Linked DNA regions of Sus scrofa: region 2 is linked to region 1. The links are chromatin contacts, called in public HiChIP or PLAC-seq maps. All regions are on one chromosome and are shown on one strand. The core of a region is the stretch at or near the end of the contact, and the rest is flanking DNA. Distances in the headings are between cores, read along the strand shown.

Region 1 (5,968 bases), core at 702-3,201:
GCTTCCAATTCCTGAGGTTGCCCTGACATTTTCCTTCTGCTTCCAAAACTTAGGTGCCACCCAGGTACCTGTTTTTTTCTTCTGGAGCTTTAGTGGACTTCTGCTGGTGGTTGACACAACTGGAAAGCCTAACTTCATCTCCCGCTACCGAATTCAGGTCGGCAAGAATGACCCTGTAAGTGTTGCTGCAGCTTCTCCTGGTCAAAGCACAGAAAATAAGGGCTAAAGCCACACTCTCAAAATGCTCCCGGCTGGCCTAGAAGAGACCATGGCTATTGAGAGCCACATCCCCCTCTTTGGCAGTTAGAGAGAGGACATAATATGGTCCAAATCTCAGAGCCCATCAGTCAAGGTCAATGTCTGGTCTTCTGACTCCCAGACCTCACTCTCTACGTGCCTGGGATGGTCCAGGGCACTGTGCTCACCATTTTAGGAACAGAAATGATTGTCTCAGTGTGGCTGGCACAGTGCATCCCAGAGATGTCAGGCAGTTCCCCGCTCATCTACAGGAGCAGGGACAGCAAAGCCTAGAAGCTGAAACCATGGATAGCAGTTGCTGAAACAATGGATTAAGCCCTTTAAAATATCAATTCTGAATGTGGGGGTGGTGGTTATTTTTTAATCAGGTCTTCCTTCCCAAATTTTTTTTCTTTTTTTTTTGTCTTTTGTGCTTTTTTAAGGCCGCACCTGCAGCACATGGAGGTTCCCAGACCAGGGGTCTAATCAGAGCTGTAGCTGCCGGCCTACGCCAGAGCCACAGCAATGCCAGATCTGAGCCACGTCTGCCACCTACACCACAGCTCACGGCAACGCCGGATCCTTAACCCACTGAGCGAGGCCAGGGATCAAACCCGAGACCTCGTGGTTCCTAGTTGTATTAGTTTCCGCTGTGCCACGACAGTAACTCCCCAAATTTTCAGTACAACCAACAGTACACAGTTCATCCATGGCAAACAAGGCCTAGGCCCTGCTGATCAGGAACTCCTGGCCCAGGAGGACAAAAAGGCCAAGCACACGTGTCTGAATTACACACGCCTGGGAAGTAAGCCCTAGTGCCCACTGCCTCCCTCAGCCCACCTGCCAACTTGGTGCTCCAGTAACCTGTAGAAAACTTTTCTTACACAACAAGGAAGAAGTTTTCTTAAAGCCAGACTTCTCTCTTCAGCTCTGCCCAAATCACAGGCTGGCTTTTTCCCCAGACAAGACAATCATCTTTTATTTTTTTGTCTTTTTAGGGCCGCACTGGAGGCATATGGAGGCTCCCAGGCTAGGGGTCTAATCGGAGCTGTAGCTGCCAGCCTATGCTAGAGCTAAAGCAATGCCAGATCCGAGCCACGTCTGTGACCTACACCATAGCTCATGGCAACGCCGGATCCTAAGCCCACTGAGCGAGGCCAAGGATCGAACCCACAGCCTCATGTTTCCTAGTTGTGTTAGTTTCCGCTGCGCCACAAAGGGAACTCCCCAGATTTTCAGTACAACCAACAGTGCACAGTTCATCCATGGCAAAAAGGCCCAGGCCTTACTGATCAGGAACTCCTGGCCCAGAAGGACAGGAAGGCCAAGGGCACATGTCTGAATCACACACGTCTGGGAAGTAAGCCCCAGTGCCCAGTGCTCCCTCAGCCCACTTGCCAACTTGGTGCTCCAGTAACCCCTAGAAAACTTCTCCTACACAACAAAGAAGAAGTTGTTTCTTAAAGCCAGACTTCTCTCCTCAGCTCCACCCAAACCACAGGCTGGCTTTTTTTCCCAGACAAGACAATCATCTTTTAATGATCTGCCAGGTACCTGGGTGAATCACCTTGGCTCTTAGGGAGTTCTGTAGCCTGCACTCTGAAAAGCCAAGTGGCTGAGAAGTAGTGCCCTTGACCCAGGCTTTCAGAACCATCCCTTCCTGAACTAGAGCTTCTGGAAGGAGTTCCCTTCACTTGAGGCAGGACTGCCAAGCCAGGGGCTTCCCCTGGGTTGAGCCTGGCAGGCAGGAACCGGAGCCAAAGGGTTGAAGCCAGTGCTGTGCCCTTGAGAACATCTCACGTGTCAGAAGCCTCCTTATCAGGCATCACTGACTAAATGCATGTCTTCAAGTACTTTAATAATCTTCATTATCCAGAAGAGAAAATGGAGGCTTTGAGATGTGACATTGGTTATAACCATAATTCACCCTAAGGCTGTGTGGTCCAGGGCTTGTGCTCTGAACTGCTAGGCCACATCAGCTCTCAAGCAAACTTCACAGTCTACAGTGAATTCCCACTCAGGGAAGTCTCACAGCATTTTGCACAGGCTGACATTCAGAACGGTTCAGTGATGAGGTCAAGGTCACACTGTTCCTAGGAAAGAAAGCGAGGGCTCCTACACTGTGTGTCCCCTCAGGTGGCCACACACGTGAGAAGGCCAGAAGCTGTTTAGTCTTTGGCCCATTCCAGAAAGGCCTGACCCCTGACCTAAGACATTAGGAGCAGGTCCTCAACTGGGACCTGAACACTATGACATTCATAAGATACTCTCGCAAGCCCTGCTTACTTTCCCACTCTCCTGGAAAGAGAGCTGGTTCACACCTTCTCCCTCCACAAGTCCCAACACCTCCCACCTTCACTTCACCTCCTCCCAGAGGATGGCCTTGCCTCCTACGTCACTAAGAAAATTGAAGCAGGCAGAAGAGAGTTCCCTCAGCCGCCTACCAGCTCAACCTGCAGGCAGCACCTGCCCAGACATGCTCACTACCCACCTGGTACTACAGGTGGCCATCCCCTCCCTGTCCCATGAGGGCCTGGTCCTCCACTAACTCTGCACTACACCCATCACCCCCTCTTTACTCCAGGAAATTGCTCCAGCATCTCTTCGTTCTCTTTCCTTTATTCTTTTCTTTTCCTCTTCTGGATTATACCTCTCTGTCTTATTACAAACAGCCTATAATTTTTCCTAGCTTCAAACCAAACCAAACCAAACCAAAACTCTTAGCTTCCTCTCCCACACTCACTACCACACATATTCTTGTTCCTCTTTGCAGTAAAGCTCTTTGAAAGAGTTGTCGATACAGTTTCCAATTTCTCTCTTTTTCCCAGCATTTAGTAATTACGAAAAACTATAAACACGTATACAGAAGTTAAAAAATGAGTACACTTATCACTCATTTACACACCACCTAGATCTGCCAAGTTCAAATATTTTACAATATTTGCTTTCTTTCTTTTTCTTTCTTTCTTTTCTTTTCTCTCTTTTTTCTCCTTTTTGTCCCCTTGCCAGGGCCGCATCCATAGCACATGGAGGCTCCCAGGCCAGGGGTCCAATCGGAGCTGTAGCCGCTGGCCTACACCACAGCATAGCAACTCGGGATCCGAGCCGTGTCTGCAACCTACACCACAGCTCATGGCAACGCTGGATCCTTAACCCAGTGAGCAAGGCCAGGGATCAAACCTGCAACCTCATGGTTCCTAGTCAGATTCGTTAACCACTGTGCCATGACAGGAACTCCTGCTTTCTTTATATATAAAAATGTAACTATGCATCTAGAATTTTTGGCCTAATAATTTGAAACTAAGTTCAGACATCATAAATCTCCAAACCCTTCAGCCTGCATCTCCCAAAACAATCACAAAGCCATCCTTTCACCTTCTGTATAAACCTCCTCCCATCAGGCCTTTACCTCCTCTGTTCCACCAAAATTGTCCTGAGCAAGGTCACCAGTGTTCGTGTCAAAGGCGTGACTCATTAGACCTACTGGGGCGTTTTCACAGCTGCTCACTCCCATCCTGGTTGTAGCTTCTTACACTGGCTCCCAAGGCTACGTTCCTTCTTTCCACCTCACTGATCACCCTTTCAGAGTCTCCTTTCTGGTTCTTCCTCAACCTAATCTCCCAACCTCTTAACGCTGATGCCCAGGACTCAGCCTCAGTCCTCTTCTCCATCCTCATCTCCTCAGTGGCATGACTTTAAACACCACCTCAATGCCTACAGCTCACAGATAGCTATCTCTAGGGCAGAGCTCTCTGCTGGATTCCAGGCTCAACTATCCAGTGGCCTCTCTGAAATCTCTGCCTGGATTCTAATCCCACGTCCCAAAGAGAAAGTCTGATCTCTCACTCCTCAAAGCCTTTGGTACCCACGGCCTCCCCAGTTGGAGCTGGGGAGCCTCTCAGACCAGAAGCTTTGCAGTCACCCTTGACTACCCTATCCCTCATGCTCCACATCCAATCTACCTGAAACACTATTGGCTCAATTTCCATAATGGATCCAGAGTCCACCCTGTCTCATCACCACCTCCACAGCTACCTCCCCGTTCTGGGCCATCATCCTCTCCTCTGTATATCTTTGCAATTCTAACTGGTCTGTTTCTATTCTTGGTTCCCTACTATCTGTTCTCGACATGGCAGCAGAGCAGCCCTGTAAGATCTTGTCCCTTCTCTGCTCACAACCTTGGGATGATGATCCCCATTTTTCTTGGAGTAAAAGACACGGTCCTCAAAGGGGCCTGTGCGTCCCTAGATGCACTGGCTCCTCCTCCCCGCCTCATACCTCACTCCTCTCCAGCCAAGGATGCCAGAAGTGTACCTGTCTTAGAGCTTTTCCGCCAGCCCTCCCCTTGCCTGAAAACTCTTCCCCCAGGTATCAGCTTCCTTCACCACCCTCACCTCTTTGTTCAGAACTCATCATCTCAATAAAGCTGCCCAAGGCCGCTCTATTTAAAATGAGAAGAGTAGAAACTCAATGAGAGAAGCAATCCTTGGTTTGTTCCTTGCTTCCATCCCAGCCCAGAGAACACTGCCTGTAACAGTGAGGGGACGCAATAAAAATCAGCTGAATGAAAAAAAATGAATAACCATATATGACACCTTCCTCTTGGTCCAGTTTCCCGGAAGAGGTGGATGGCATCCTTTACAGATGCTCTCAAACCAGGCTGGTCAGACCTTGGCTTCACCCAGTAGATGGAATTCAAGGTCTAGAGAGTGAATTCTGCTTCGGAGGAAGAGGCAGGCCTGAAGTCTTAGGACCACTCTGCACACAGCCTCACCTTGGGGTAGAAACCCCCCAGCCTGTGGACATTTCTCAGGAAGAAATACCCCTGGCCCACCCGCAGCCAGCGGCCTGTGGCCTTGGGCTATTTCCAGAAACTCCAGTGCTTTGACAAATGGAAGGGTCGGGGATTTACTGACACCTGTGGGAATGCTGGCTGTGGTACTGAGACTTGCTGGGGTTGGAGCATGCGGTCCACCTGTCCACTATGACCTGGAGAGGAGGTCTAGACAGGTTCCCATCCTGACAACTCCACCGTGAAACCCAGGAAGAATCAGCCACAGCAAGTTGTTCAGGAGGCCAGGTAGCAGCTCCCCGGCTCACAAACCGTCTCCATTCTGGGCCTCGACCAGTGAGGCTGGACCATGTGAGGAGGCAGATGACCTTCAACTCTGCATGTGATCAAGGCTCTCTGGATGAGGGGCTAACGGCTGAAGGACTCAGGCCAGGAGCCTTCTCCAGGCACCCTGGAGGCTCCCCAAGGTGCCTGCCAGGAGTACATGGAGTTGGGCAGGAGCAGAGAACGGGGGAGGACAGTGGTGGAAGTTGCAGAAGCAGGAAGAAGGCAAGTTCAGGCAGAGACTAAGGCTGGGGGAGGGGAGTTTCCCAAGGCAGGGCGTTAGCAGATGGTTCCACCCTGGGCTGCCAGTTACAGCCAGACATCACTCCTAGCATCTACTCCTGAGGGAGGCCTCCCCTGAGCAGGTCACACAGGAGCCTGGTTCCTAGAAGAGGAACTCCTACTTCTTATACTCTTGTCTGCCTCTGTCCTTCCTTCCTCTCTCCGGCAGGTGGACCCCGTGAAGCTACGCAAGGCTATCCAAACGGTTCTCTTCAACCAGTTTGTCATCTCCTTGCCCTTACTGGTCTTCCTCTATCCCATCCTCAAGTTGTGGGGAGACCCCTGCCGCCAAGAGCTCCCCACCTTCCACTGGTTCCTCCTGGAGCTGGCCAT
Region 2 (6,457 bases), core at 1,847-4,346, 130 kb after region 1:
ATATGGAAGTTCCCAGGCTAGGGGTCGAAACGGAGACACACCACAGCCATAGCAACACAGGATCTGAGTCACATCTGCAACCCACACCACAGCTCACGGCAATGCCGGATCCTTAATCCACTGAGTGAGATCGAACCCACATCCTCATGGATACTAATAGGATTCGTTTCCACTGCACCATCATGGAACCTCCTTCAATCAAACTTTAAAAAATTGGGAGTTTCTGTTGTGGCTCAGCGGTTAACGAAGCCAACTAGTATCCATGAGGACATGGGTTCGATCCTTGGCCTCGCTCAGTGGGTTAAGGATCCGGTGGTGCTGTGGCTGTGGCGTAAGCCAGCAGCTGCAGCTCTGATTCAACCCCTAGCCTGGGAATTTCCACATGCTGTGCATGCAGCCCTAAAAAGACAAAAAAAGAAAAATAAAAACTTTTAAAAAATAAAAAAGAGGAGTTCCTATCGTGGCTCAGTGGTTATCGAATCCGACTAGGAACCATGAGGTTGTGGGTTCGATCCCTGGCCCTTGCTCAGTGGGTTAAGGATCTGGTATTGCCATGAGCTCTGGTGTAGGTTGGAGACGTGGCTCGGATCCCACATTGCTATGGCTCTGGTGTAGGCCGGCGGTATGGCTCCGATTCGACCCCTAGCCTGGGAACCTCCATATGCGGTGAGAGTGGCACAAGATATGGCAAAAAGACAATAAATAAATAAATTAAATAAAAATAAAAATAAAAAAAGAAATGTAAAATCTATTAAAAACATTGATAGGTGTGTGTGTGTGTGTGTGTGTGTGTGTGTACAGATTCTCAAGAGATGTCCCCTGTACTCCCTTTCTACCCAAACACACCCCCTAAATCCTTACTTTAAAGACTGGAAGTAAAGGAAGGCATCTCTAAGGAAGTGACATAGGAGCTGAGACTGAAGGATGAGAAGGGGCCAGGCAGCTGAAGTATGAGTTCCCTGAGGAGAGAAGTACCACAGCTGAAGGATCTAATAAGCAGCCAGGGTGGCTGAGTCATGGATAGAGAACAGGAGAAGGGAGAGGATGGGCTGGGTAGTGGCAATACCATGCGTGGTCCCTTCCAGGCCCCATTAGGGGTTTAATTCTCATCCTGAAATGTCTCATACTTTCCCCTCCCTGACCATGTTGCCCACGGGCAGTCCACAGAGAATGCACGGTAACACAAACCACCCTTCCAGAGCGCCTACCATGAGCCACGCGCTGTGCTGACAACCCATGTCTATGTTTCCTTCCCTGTCCTCAAGGAACTAAATATTCTTTGATTCCAATTGAGCAGATGAGAAAATTGAGGCAGAGGGGATGAGCAGCCTGCCCAAGATAACCTGGCTATCAAGAGTGGGCCGAGGAGTTCCCGCTGTGGCTCAGTGATAACAAACCTGACTAGAATCATGAGGACTCCTGTTTGATCCCTGGATTCACTCAGTAGGTTAAGGACCCGGCATTGCTGTGATGTGTGGTGTAGGTCACAGATGTGGCTCGGATCTTGCATTGCTTGTGGCTGTGGTGTAGGCTGGCAGCTACAGCTCTGATTCTACCCCTAGCCTGGGAACATCCATATGCCGATGGTTCGTCCCTAAAAAGACAAAAAAGAAAAAAAGAGGTATGCTGGGATCATCCCAGGTTTGTGATTCTAAGCCCTTCTCCTTGGATGCCTTGTAGCAAAGAGCCTAGTAAATAAGCAGAAGGCACAAGGCCTCCAGAGCCTGGTTATTCAAAGTAGGGCCTGGGGGCCTGCAGCGTTGGCATCACTTGGAAGCTTGTCAGAACTGTAGGAGCTCCAGTTCCATTTCAGCCCTACTGAATCACAATTTGCATCTTACAAGAATAATTACACATTCCAGGCCGAGCTGCACTACACCAGAGGATAATCCAAGCAAAGCAGCGTATTACCTGTGCGGCCCTTGCACAACAGTCTAGTGTCTCAAAGGCCAAGTCTTCAGTGACTTGAAACCAACTTATTATAACCAAATTTGCCAGAACTGCCAAGTTTTCCATCCATCCACCTGCCTTAGTTCTCTCTTCTATTCCAACTCCAAAGGAAAGTTCATGAGAGGCTACCGTCACCTCCAGACAGGGCCTGCTATACATTATGCTTCTGCTCAGTTCCTTAGTAAGCACCTGCCCTCATATAGGGAGAAATCCAAAGCTGTTTGACCCTTCTCGGGGTTAGTCACTGCTCCAAATCATCTTCCACGTGGGGTCCACTCTGATCCCTGCATCATTTCTGGGACCCACTTTTCACAAGTCCATTCCTTTTCTTAGCCTGCATGCCAAAGGAAGCAGAATGGTTTGGTGGAAAAGATTCATGCGTGAGGAAAAGCTGGATTCTCTTTCTCCATTAAGACCACATGTTGTGTAATTAGCAAACTCCCATCTCCACTTAATCATTCCCATCTGAGAAATGGGTAAAATGCACTAGATTAGGAATCACTACATCAGGCAGGTGACAGAGGAAGTTCAACAGCCTTGGTGAAATAGGAATGGGTAGCAGGAACTGTGGAAAATTACAAGATGCAATGCCCTGACTAAAAAAGCAGCCCCCCTCAGCATTAGACTGTTGTTGTCATGGGCAATGTAGGTTCCGTGTTGGCACATATTCTAATTTTTCAAGAGTTAGGAACCAGATTTCCTCCCCTAGGAAATATCCTATGGTGTTTAAACACTGGCATCTGGTTAAAACTTAAGTAGACAAATGCCGTGTGAGCCACATAAAGATCAGGTGTGGGGCAGAACTGCTTGTGGGCCGCCGGCCGGCGACGCCTGGCCTGGATGCCACCTAAGGTTATGTATAAGCTGAGGATTCCAGCGCGTGTGCGGCTCCTCCAGAATGCTGCAAAGCTGCCACCTTAAAAGCGGCGGAATCCGCGCCTTCCGGGGTGCGGCGCTCCTCCCCACCGTGTTCGGGCCTCCATCCGTGCTCCTTCCCAGGCTTCTTTGGGAGACGGCGGTGCGCGGAGACTGCGCCCACTTCGGCTGCCAGCGGACGGGTCGCACGGCATCGCCTTCTTCACACCCTCCCTACTTGCTCTCCTGCTCTCTCGGCAGCGCCGCAGTGATGACTCAGCCTCCTGCAGCCCGAGCGTCCCGGGAGCGGAGGGGAAGGGGAGGGGAAGGGGACAGGCTGGGCGGGGCCAGTGGATCGGGGGAGGAGAGCAAGGAGGAAGGAGGACCCAGGGGAAAGGGAGGAAGACGGGGAAGTGGGAGAGGAGGAAGGGAGGGGGAGGGAAGGTGATCCTGGGGTGGCCGCAGCCCCCGCCTCCTCCCTCGGCGCGCAGATTTGGGCTGGGCGGGGGCAAGCGGGCCGGAGCGGAGCAAGGGGCTGGGGAGAGGGTGAGACGACCCAGGGAAGGTCGTGATCTCCCTCCCACCCCCATCCCTGCGTGCCCTTCTTGGCACGCGGTTCCTAGCCACACCCACGGGCTCGCCCCTGCCGCAGTTGAATTAGTGCTGGGAGAGGCACCTTTCGACGCAGACCCTTAGGGAGCACTTCCCTCCGGTTGGAGGCCTTGGAGACCCGGCACTTAGAAATCTGCAGAGATGAGACAGAGCCTTGCTTCCTGGAGGCTAGCAAGGCAGAGAGAAAACACACACGGCCTATCCGCATGTGGAAATTGGAAGGGAGAAACCATCTACCGGCGCATTTTGCTGGGCTGCACAGTAGCTGTAACACAAGGTTCATTTTGGAAGGTGGCCCAAGGACGTTACCTTAGCAAATTTAAATAATATAAATGAGTCGATGAATGAATGACATGTGCTTCGGGATCATATCTGTGTGGATAGAGGCTAGTTTTTTTTTTTAATGTTTTTTGTATGTCTCTGTGTTTGGAAGGATGAATAGGAGTCTATGTATGTATCTTGAATGATGTATGCTTATGGAAAAAGCACATTGATAACTAACTGTATATGAGTATGTGTGTTCAGAATTTGTTTTTCTGTGTATATGTACAGATGTTTATCTTTCTGTGCCTAAATGTTAAGCGTGTGTGTGTGTGTGTGTGTGTGTGTAAGCTCTATGGGGTTTCCTGAGTGTGTATTTGAATATGTCTATCTATGTGACTTTGTGGGTTTGTGAATGTGACTGTATAATATGCTTGGGTATGTACTGCTCTTGTGTGCCAATGTTATTGCGTGTGGGGGTGGTTGGGACTCTATGTATCTTGGTGAGACTGCATTATGGTTTTGTGTGTGTGTTAGTGAGTGTATGAGAATACATTTGTGAGTCTGTGACCAGGGCCTGAGTGTTCCTTGAAGTTGCTTGTGTGTTTAGATGAGAACGTGTGTTTTTCATAGTCTGCAAGGATATGTTTGTGTAAGAGTGTGGGTGCATCTCTGTAGCCATCCTATTGATTCCATCTATGATAAGGGCTCAGTGAGTCTTAAGGGTTGGGCTGGTCAAGATGCTTCTTGGAGGAGGAGGTCCTGGGAGGGAAGGGTGGAGATTGTGGAGGTAGGAGAACCCTGGGTGTGCTGGCCCAGTGACCATCCAGAGCCATGGGAGGCAGGGCGAGCAGTGTAGGCTAAAGCCAAACCCAGTGACCTTGAATGCCAGAACAGGTCATGCGCCAGGTCTTCCTGGGAGCCTCCTCTGCCTTCCTCCACCCTCTCAAGTCTGCTTCTCCCATAGCCTCCTCACTATGTGCCTTGTCAGTGCCCTTCTGCAGAGGCCTGCCCTGTGTCATTAACAACAGCAACTGTATGGAGCACTTACTGTGTGCCTACCTCCTGAAAGCAGTGAACTGGCATTGGCTCAAGCTGAGTAGCCCCAGTTTTACAGAGGGGGAGACCGAGGAGATGAAGCGCCTGTTCCCGGTTACACACTAGTAAGGGTGCCTCAAATTCCAGCGGGTGCATACCCTGTTCAGCTGCTAGACCAGGCGGGGTCTCACAACCTCAGCACTGTTGACACCTGGGCTGGAGAAATCGGTGTTGTGGGGCTGCCCTGTACACTGTAGGAGGTTCACAGCATCCTTGGCCTCTTTACGCCAAATGCCTGTAGCCCCTTCCTTTCCCGTTGTGTCAGCCAAAATGTCTCTAGGTATTTCCAATGTCCCCTGGGGACAAAATCCCCCCTGCCTGAGCACCACTGCGCTGGACTAGCCTTCCTCCCTGGATAAATGTTTTCTGAGGGGCTGCACCAGCTGCTCCCTGTCTACTGGCTTCAGTGGTCCCTCTTCTTTCACAGTGATCTCACTTCCACGCAGGTAGGCCCTTGCCTCTGTCCCAGTCAAAGAGAAGATCAGCTGAGCCACCTTGTCCAGCAACTCACCCTCTCTAAGCCCAAGCCACAGAAAGCACAGGGCTCAGCACCTTGAAGTTACCTCTAGGGTTCTTGTCATTAGCGTTCGAGTTATAGGGATTCCCTGGGATCAGAGCTGGGAGGAAGAGGGTGCCAAGTCAGCTGACTCCAGCATGGACTGTCAATGATGCTGGTTCTGCCAGTTTGCTTTCCTGGTTCCGTGAGAAGGATACAGTGCTACGATGGAGTTGGGCCAAAGCTGGTCCCAACTGACATGGTCATATTTATGCTGTTTCACTTTTGCAAATATAACAGCCTGACTTTTTCCACCAGCAGAACCTGATTTTGATGAGCATATGCTGTGTTGTGGTCAGAGCAGGCACTCAGGAGGGATGAGGCAGAGCCCGCAGCAGAACTACCATACATCCAGGCCTGACTCCTGTGCAAACAAGCCACAGGTGATAACACCTGCAGAGGACTTCCACACCTGCCCTGACACTGCCTCTCTTCTCAACTGTGTGTTCCTTTGCTGCATCTTCTCTCCTGCTCTTCTGCAATCCTGCAATGTTACTGATAATTACAGGGCTCTCTATCCAGTCCACTTGGGAGGTCCAGGGTGTGGGTTCGGATGCCTCATTGCTGAGCCTTTGTGATCTTGAGCAAGGCACTTCACCTCTTGGTGCTCCAGCTTCCTCATTTTGAAAACGGGGATTCTAAGAAGCCCTGACTGGCCGGATTAAGTAAGATAGTACATGTGAGGATGCTAGACGTGTAGTAAGCCCTTAATAAAGAGCAGCTACCATTACTTTTATTATTCTTCATTGACAATGAAATGCAAATGAGTGCTTACTAATTGCCAGGCAATGTGCTAAGCCCTAGACAATTCCTTCCTCATTTGATGCTTTCAGGAAGGTGCTATTGTTAGCCTGAGCAGGGAAGAGGAAGCTCAGGTACAATGATAAGTGACTTACCCAAGGTGACAGGGCTAAAATGAATCAGAACCAAATTTATTATTGCAGAGCCTCACTGCCCTGAGCTTCTCCACTGGAAGCAGATTTCACCATAGGTAGGAAGGGCCCCCAGAAATTTGAGAGGCTTGGAGTGGAAGGCAGTGAGAGGCCTGGATAGAAAGAACGGTTTGGCTCAAAATGGGTGAAGTTTCCCTTTTTCAGCTTTTGTTGAAATCTTCTCATATAGTGG

What was found. HiChIP or PLAC-seq counts read pairs in DNA pulled down with a chosen protein or histone mark.
Region 2: an H3K27ac HiChIP or PLAC-seq map of alveolar macrophages shows a contact between it and region 1. The contact joins two enhancer-like sites. A contact is called at or near these places in 9 of 47 Hi-C or Micro-C datasets (blood, embryonic fibroblasts, liver and 5 more) and 1 of 2 datasets of contacts at active chromatin or transcription factors (alveolar macrophages).

What each region holds. Positions count from the first base shown.
Region 1 is chr16:68,380,405-68,386,372 of Sscrofa11.1, forward strand. It overlaps FAXDC2 (fatty acid hydroxylase domain-containing protein 2), which reads left to right. Exons shown (of 8, transcript XM_021076711.1): 5 at 54-175; 6 at 5,802-5,968. Among named protein-coding and RNA genes, the nearest start is that of FAXDC2, 24 kb to the left of the region's middle. Within about 2 kb of position 1,952, at least 3 of the 83 cell types and tissues checked have an H3K27ac peak or open chromatin away from gene starts, as enhancers often do. A contact at or near this core is called in alveolar macrophages, where this site is marked.
Region 2 is chr16:68,507,290-68,513,746 of Sscrofa11.1, forward strand. No RefSeq gene overlaps it. Among named protein-coding and RNA genes, the nearest start is that of LARP1, 59 kb to the left of the region's middle. Within about 2 kb of position 3,097, at least 65 of the 83 cell types and tissues checked have an H3K27ac peak or open chromatin away from gene starts, as enhancers often do. A contact at or near this core is called in alveolar macrophages, where this site is marked.